2 separate regions of the Macaca mulatta genome follow, and region 1 is linked to region 2. Evidence: chromatin contacts called from public Hi-C data. All regions are on one chromosome and are shown on one strand. The core of a region is the stretch at or near the end of the contact, and the rest is flanking DNA. Distances in the headings are between cores, read along the strand shown. Region 1 has its middle 250 kb from the start of E2F7. Region 2 holds the start of E2F7 (E2F transcription factor 7).

Evidence for each region. A called contact is a pair of places that touch in the nucleus more often than the background predicts.
Region 1: a contact with region 2 is called in a Hi-C map of fetal cortex germinal zone, with 2.5 times the contacts expected there. The contact joins the enhancer-like site here to the promoter of E2F7 in region 2. A contact is called at or near these places in 2 of 14 Hi-C or Micro-C datasets (fetal cortex germinal zone and fetal cortical plate).

Annotation. Positions count from the first base shown.
Region 1 is chr11:84,476,070-84,479,737 of T2T-MMU8v2.0, forward strand. No RefSeq gene overlaps it. Among named protein-coding and RNA genes, the nearest start is that of E2F7, 250 kb to the left of the region's middle. Within about 2 kb of position 1,417, at least 20 of the 40 cell types and tissues checked have an H3K27ac peak or open chromatin away from gene starts, as enhancers often do. A contact at or near this core is called in fetal cortex germinal zone and fetal cortical plate, where this site is marked.
Region 2 is chr11:84,221,691-84,225,580 of T2T-MMU8v2.0, forward strand. It overlaps E2F7 (E2F transcription factor 7), which reads right to left and starts at 2,625. Exons shown (of 13, transcript XM_028829739.2): 1 at 1,743-2,625; 2 at 942-1,034. The coding sequence starts at 1,034.

The DNA of each region.
Region 1 (3,668 bases), core at 167-2,666, 250 kb after region 2:
ATGTATAGAAAGATTTTAGATAAGACTCATAATATTGATTTGGAAGGCTTACTCTGCAAGCAAGGTGGAAGAGCAATGTGAAGGAAGCATGGTGGAGATGAGAGGACTGGAGGTTAAGTTGGTAGAGAGATACAGGAAAGAAGCTTAAGACATTTGAGTTAGAATGTAGCATCCTTCCTATGTGTAGGGCTCATAAAATGTATATAGTCTAAGATAGAACACAGAATACTCTATGAATCCTGCCCACAAGGTGTTGGTAATCTAGATTCACTTTTTTTCTGATAATGCCATCCATATCTATGGAGCCTCTACTATCGTATGCCAGAGTAACTCTGGAATCAGTTTGGTTGATCTAGACAAGACCGTAAGGAGAATCCCCTTCCTGCCTCTCCTCCAGGGGAGGGATTCGAGTTGAACTAGTACCTCAGAGACTGTTTAGTAATATGATGCATGAAAGGTGATGGTTAGGACAGAAAAATAAAGGGATTGCATCATAATTTCTCAGGTTCCCCAAATATGTGGTGGTCTCAAACCATGTGAATTGGTCAGCACATCCTGTTTGGGTTGCGTGTCAGCAGTTGAGATCTGAGCCTTATTTGTAACAGTGAAACACTGAGAGACCTGCCCACTGAAAGCTGTTTTTCAGCTAGGAATAGAAAAGAGGCAGGCTAGACTCTTCTTTCTGCTAGATCTTGCTTCTTCTCAGCAACAGAAGTAGACCTGCCTTCCTAGCTGTAGAGAAAAGGTGCCAGTAGGCGGGCAGGTGAGCCTGTGGATAACCCTGGAGTAAAGGTTAGAATAGACCTTCAAGTCTATCCTCCAGCATCGGAGTGGGGGTAGAGAAAAGGAGACGCTTCTTTGGCTGAGAGAGGAAGAAAAAAAAATCCCAGATATTTGACAGCTATATCTTCCCATCATCACCTTCCTCTAAACCCATGCCTCTCTGCTTAGTGAGACATAAAATGAAGAGTGACTCCCACCCCCAGTCCATTCCCCGTTTGTAGGTGTGCTTTCAATGAAAAGAAGTTGGTGCCCAAGGACGGAAACTAGAGCAGCTGAAAATAGGTGCAAGACTTGTTGAGCATACAAATCGTTTCCCCCTTAGTCTCCAAGGGAGGAAAAAAAAATCCCTCTTGCTCTCTCCTTGCAGACTGTGTTCTGCACTCGGGAGAGGAAGCTGAGCCTGGTCCTCAGGCGCTCCTCCAGCCGTCTCCGCAGGAAACTTTTCTCGCAGGGCCCGCTCGGTCCATCCCGCGCGGTTCCGAGACGTTGGGCCTCCTGTGGGGCTCCTCTCCTGGGCAAGGGCCCAGATCCCGCGACGCGCCTGTCTCTTTAAATTCCAGCTGCGCGACTGGGAAACAGCGCCACTCGCCGCCCAGACCGGCTGGAGGCTGCGAGCGAGCTCGCGCTTTCGCTCCCGGCTGCGCGCCGCGGAGAGCTCGGCTCTGCCCGCGGGCTGCTTGGTGGCGGCGGCGCGGGGCGGGGAGGCGCGGCCCGGCCGAGGAGGGAAGAAAGAGCGAGCCGGGCCGGGAGAGGCGCCGCGCCCGGTCCCGCGCCCGCTCTCAGCGGCCCGAGCAGTTTCTTTCTGGGTGACAAGGATGTGCCTCGGTTGGTTTTTCTTTTTTTTCTCCATCTCCTTAAGACGATTTCCATAGTAACCTGATCAAGTGGCTCAATATCGCAAACCTGAGGATTTCCGCGGCCCGCCGGCAAGACCTCGGCCAGGTAACGCTGCGATCTCCTCCTCTTCTATTGCAAACCGCTGCGCTCCTTGCAAAGTTCCTTTTGTGGAAAATCGCCCAACCCAACGGAGCCCGGGGTATTTGCAACAGCGTGTTCGTTTCCAGGTGCCTGTCACTGGTCTCCTCCCTGCTGCTTCTCCAGGACCCATAATCAGATTATTTTAAAAAATTGTTTTTGGTCGTCTCCCCCGCCCTCTCCCATTCTTTATTCTTTTTCTCTTCGCTGCGCTCTCGGCTTTCCCCCTGACACTACTGATGGGGGTGCGGGGGAACGTCGGGGGTGGGGGTGGCCAGCGCGGTCCTGGGAGTGGCGGGTTCGGATGGGCTGACTGCGGTGGGCCACTTTGGGCATCTCGGCGTGGCCTGCGCTGGGGTCACGGGGAGGGCTGTCAGCGCCGGGGCGGCGGAACCCGAGGTCTCCAGACGAGTGAGGGAGGGATGCAGGCTTGGGGGTGATGGAGCGCTCGGCTGGTGGCTGGTGAGCGTCCATACATCATAGCTCTCCTTCCCACTCCCCCGCCCCTCTTCGGGATTCTCTCTTTCTCTTTCCCCGTCCTCATTTCTTTCTTCCTTTACTCACCACTCGCTTCATTCTCTTCCTTCCATTTCCTCTTTTTTTCTCCCCTCATTTCCTTTTTTCCTTTCCCCTTTAAAGAAAGGGGGATCGTTTGCAACCCTTTCGTTCTGCCAACATGAAATAGCTGTGAAACCTGCAGCGTGGCCACCTCAACCTGGTCGTTTTCAGACCGTCCTCATCCATCAACATATTTGTTTCCCGAGTGTATTGATCTCCCTGAATTATACAGAAATGCATTCTAAGCTAGGCGCCTGTATGTCAGAATCAGTTCTGCAGCTAGCTTCCGTGCTCCAAGTATGACATGTATTGTAAGGGCTGCATGTGTTTTAAACCCACATAAGCCATGGATATACATAAATGTAGCTTTGAAAAAAAAAAAAAAACTAGCCTTATTCTAGATAAACTTCCCTCTTAAATTACTGATATACTCTTTCCCCTCTTTGACATTTAATTTTAGGAAAGTTGGGAGACAGGTTCTTGTCCTCCAGTTTTTAAGGAACAGGCAACTTCTATTATCTTAATTTTCTCCTCTTTGAACGTCACTCACGTTTGCACTACCCAATCAGTGGAACAAGTGGGTCATAATTAAGATTCAGATGCTAGCTTCCAACGTCCAAGCTGGCTGGAGTGGCAACCTCTGGTACACCGTGCTAAGAAAACGCGGAGACCTTGCCAAAGAATAAAGGCATAGCAACTCTTTTGTGAAATATCGAGGTTCAGACTTTAGTACTGAAAACATGAAAATGCAATGAAACCAGGCTTTTAGTTTATTTTTGGTTCTTAGCATGGGTACAACTAGGTAGGTATAAATTAGTACTTCTTACAAACGATCCACTCTAGGTTAGAACATATTCTGCCTTGTTTATGTTGAGACACTTCCTTACTATGGTTATATCTTTTTTTCTTTGAAATGTAAGATGTCTGTATCATGTCAAAACAAAGGCAAAAAACAGGATGACTTTTTATTTGTCCACAAACATTTTATTTCTGGTTATTTGATTTTAAAAAATCTAATTGTTTTGCTTAAGTTTTCCTGAGGTCAAAATATTCCACGTGGAAAAATGATTCTAATCAATGATGTTCCTCCACTCTGTTTTAGAGGTGCCTATAGTTCATAAAGAAAAAAAGTCTCAGTTTGAGAGAGCTCTATTTGCCGCTTTTCCTTTGTCTGCACGTTTGTCTTTTAAATTCAACTATTAATATAGGATAAAGGATCTTAGGGCAGAGAATAGATCAGGCAGAAGGGAAACTACTGATACAATAGAAAATATATATGTAAACCAAGAGAAGTAATTATTGGCATGCCACTCTATAGAGTTGTTGTCTTTGTTTTTAGCCAATTGAAAGGC
Region 2 (3,890 bases), core at 1,375-3,874:
AAGGGGGACTACTGTATTTCTTTACCTAATAAAAATAAATCAAAATGCTGGACAAAAAAATCCCTACATGGGGGAGCATACAATTTCGCATCTATCCTAAATTAACAATTATCAAGTATTCTTTAAAGGCTCATATGAGCATGGGTTGCTTTGCAACCAAGGAGTTTCACTGTTGATGCTAAGCCTAAAAATAAGACCAGGAGCTCAGAGAAGTTCAATGCCCAAGTTGCTACTCACAGATTTATATTCAAAGTTTCTAAAACTTGTTTTGTTATTTCTATTTGCCTCTGCCTAAAAGTGCTCAGATAGCTGAGACATTGTTATGGCCAGTTTCTTTGTAATGTTTCTTGAAAACAACACCTTGGTCTTACAAATCACAAGGAGTGCAAAATGTGAGGGAATGGCTCAGTGCAAAACTAGCAATAGTATGGTAAAACATTCAGAATATACTGATGAGTTCAGCCACTTTATCTCCCTATATGGGAGGCACTGGTCTACTCTTGGGTGAATGGAACAGTCTCTGGGAGCTAGTTCATCGGTATGAAGACATTTCACAGCACTTTAATAATCCAGCATTTATGCCTACAAAGGTCTATTTTCCTGGGAACTGAGGCTTAGCATTCCTACAGAGCATTAGCTACACCACCCTTGACAACTATATTATAAACTTTGATTGCTGTAGCCAGCATATTTTTGACGGATATAAATTGGTTACAACATTACATGTAACCTCACCTATTTTTCCCACTATATCTGAGAGTAGAATTGCAACAATAATGGTTTGGATCGCTCTATTTTTTAAAAAAGAATGTTTCTATAATGTTTATCAATATTACTTACTATGCTTAAATACAAATACAAATGGCATGTTGGAACACTTAATTGAATTCAACATCACCATCCTTAATATGTTAGAAACTAAGGTGTTTATGTTAGCTCACCTTTTGTGCATTTTCCCCATCTTCAATTGCAAAATCCAGTCTGGGCTGCCTGGGGCTGATCAGGTCTTTTAGTGTTAAACAATTTACCTCCATCTGTAATGCACAATTACACTAGAAAATGATTTTGCAATTAGGTACCTTTTCCTCAAACAAAAATATCTACATATGTGTTACTTGTTTGTCAGTATGAAACTCCCCCTTGCCTAAGCACATCCTGGGCATTTCCAGGAGTTGTAGCCACCCTTAACTTTCTAAAACACACGAACAAACTCAAACACCTAAAGTGTGCTTAGTAATACTGAAAATCTGGGAAGAAAAAAAATCTACAAAAACAGTACTTCTTTATGAAAAGCTAGACGGCAAAATAAAGTTACCAAGTCGGAAGGGTGTTGGGCAAATCTGTCAGAAAGTACAGGGTCTCCCAGGTCAGTTAATTTTGGCGCAAAGAACTGAGAGGAATTCGGCTTTGAGGGGTTTTGAATCAGGGGGAAGGAAACCCGATCGCCAGACCAAACCCACTCAGCGCTGAGCGTAGCCCCTTCCCGGGCCTCCGAGCAGATCCCCCAAATAAACTCCTCCAATGAAAGCCCCAAGTTGTGGGGAAGGGCAAATTCCCTCTACTGCCGGGCTGGAGGGAGAGCTGCACCCGGCACACCCTCTGCGCACCGGGTCCCCCGGCAGAAACATCTCGAGCCCTCGCCAGCCGGGGGACGTGAGGGGTGGCAGGTTGGCAGCCGGGGCGGGAGGGGTCCCCGTATCCCAATTCCCGCCTCCCCACCAGCGCTGGGGCCACACGCTTACCGCTTACCACTGCTTTCCGAAGGAGGCTTCCTGCCTCTGCAGGGACCTCCACCGACCCAAGCCGATGAGGGAAGGTGGTGCGGCGATCAGCAGCCGGGCGGCGGCATCGGGAAGGGAGAGCTAGGTGCGCAGATCCCCGCGCCGAGTGCCCTGGACTGGCGGGGACCCCGCGGCGTCCCGACAGCGCCAGCGCTCAGACCCGCCGAGCGCGACTCCAGCCTGGATCGTAGTCCCCGCTAAAACACCTCCTCTGGCGCCTTGAGACCGAATTTGAGAATCCACCAATTAGCGGCGGCCGGCGGGGTGGCCCCGGCCAATCGTGTGGCGGCACGGCCCGGGCTCACCACCCCTCGGAGTCTTGGCGCTCCGAGTCGCGCGTTTTGCCCTCACCCGCCCAATTGTTGCCGCCTCGGCCCCCTCCCCCTTCCGGGTACCTGGAAACCTCGGGCCTGGGAGCCAATTCCTGCTGGGGACGCGGGCCCGGGCGGCCGCGGGAAGCCAAGGTGGGGGCGGCGCGGGGCGGCGCGGGGCGGCGGGAGAAGGAAGAGGAGGAGGAGGAGGGCTCTTTTGTTATGTATAGAAGACCCGCGCACGTCCCCAAGGCTTGCCGCGCCCGGGGACCCCGGGCACAGCCAGAGGAGAGGAAAGCAGATGGGGTTTGGAAGAACGATCTACACCCTCTGGATGCTGCTGCTGCCGCCATCCCCACCCGCCCTCAGCAACCTGTGCGGAAGCGGAGTTGTCCAGACTTGCCGGGGCAAACTTCCTAACACCGCACGCTGGTGTGACACATGAACCATGGTTACCGCTCTGCTGTGAGCAGATGGCACGCCAGTTAGCCCTGGAGACTAGACTGGAAGCCAAACCAGAAGTTTGTGTGTGTGTGTGTGTGTGTGGCAAATCCGGAAATGTTTTTTGGTGTTCCCTTTTCGGCACATTGCAAATAATTAGGAGGGAAAAAGCTTTATGTAAAAAAGTAATTCTTTGCAATAGGGACTAGCATTCTGGGCGACAGTCTAGAAAATTTCCTCAACACCCCTGATTTGTATTAACTGTTTCACTTCTTTCATCCTACAGTTTCTTGTTTAAAATATGAATGTTGGTAGTGATAGATTTTTTTTACAAAATAGACTTTATTGTTTAGAAGTTTTCAATTTACAGAAAAATTGAGATAGTACCAAGAATACCCGTATATTCAGCACCCAATTTCACCCACTATTAACATTTTGTGTTAGTATAGAATATTTTTTGAAATTAATGAACTAATATTGGTAGATTCTTCTGAGCTAAAGTCATTACTTTATTCAGATTTCCTTAATTTTTTCCTAATGCCTTTTTTTTTTCTGTTCAGGATACCACATTACCTTTAGTTCCCATGTCTCTGTAGGCTCCTTTTGGCTATGACAGTTTCTCATACTTTCCTCATTTTTGACACCTGGACATTTTTGAGTTGTATCGGTCAAGTATTTTGTAGGATATCCCTCAACTGAAATGTGAGACAGCCTTAAAGCATCAGACATTCTTAAATGTACAGACATTTCCCTACACCCCATATACTTTACAGCAAAGGTATCATTTTCCTTTCTGTACCAAGGCTCCACTCTTCACCACTTATCCTCCAAATATTTTTATTTTATTTTTGGAGATGGAGTCTCGTGCTGTCACCCAGGCTGGAGTGTAGTGGCAAGATCTCGGCTCACTGAAACCTCCACCTCCTGGGTTCAAGCGATTCTCTGTCTCAGCCTCCCGAGTAGCTGGGATTACAGCCGTGCTCCACCACGCCCGGCTATTTTTTGTATTTTCAGTAGAGACGGGGTTCCACTGTGTTGGCCAGGCTGGTCTTGAACTCCTGACCTCAGGTGATCCGCCTGCCTCCACCTCCCAAAGTGCTGGGATTACAGGTGTGAGACACTGCGCACGGCCTCAAATACATATATTTTAAATGAACTCTCAGCAGAATTCAGACTGCTCAATCACGTCCTTCACTTCGTACTCTAGATTGCTGGCAAATAGAGCCTTAAAAAAAAAAAAAATCACTGCTAGGTCATACACTGAAAAGAGAAAAGTGTGCAAAACATTAAACAAAAGAAACAATAGTAATAAAAATCTGACATTTTTATAGGAATAACATTTTGAACTGAAAACTCT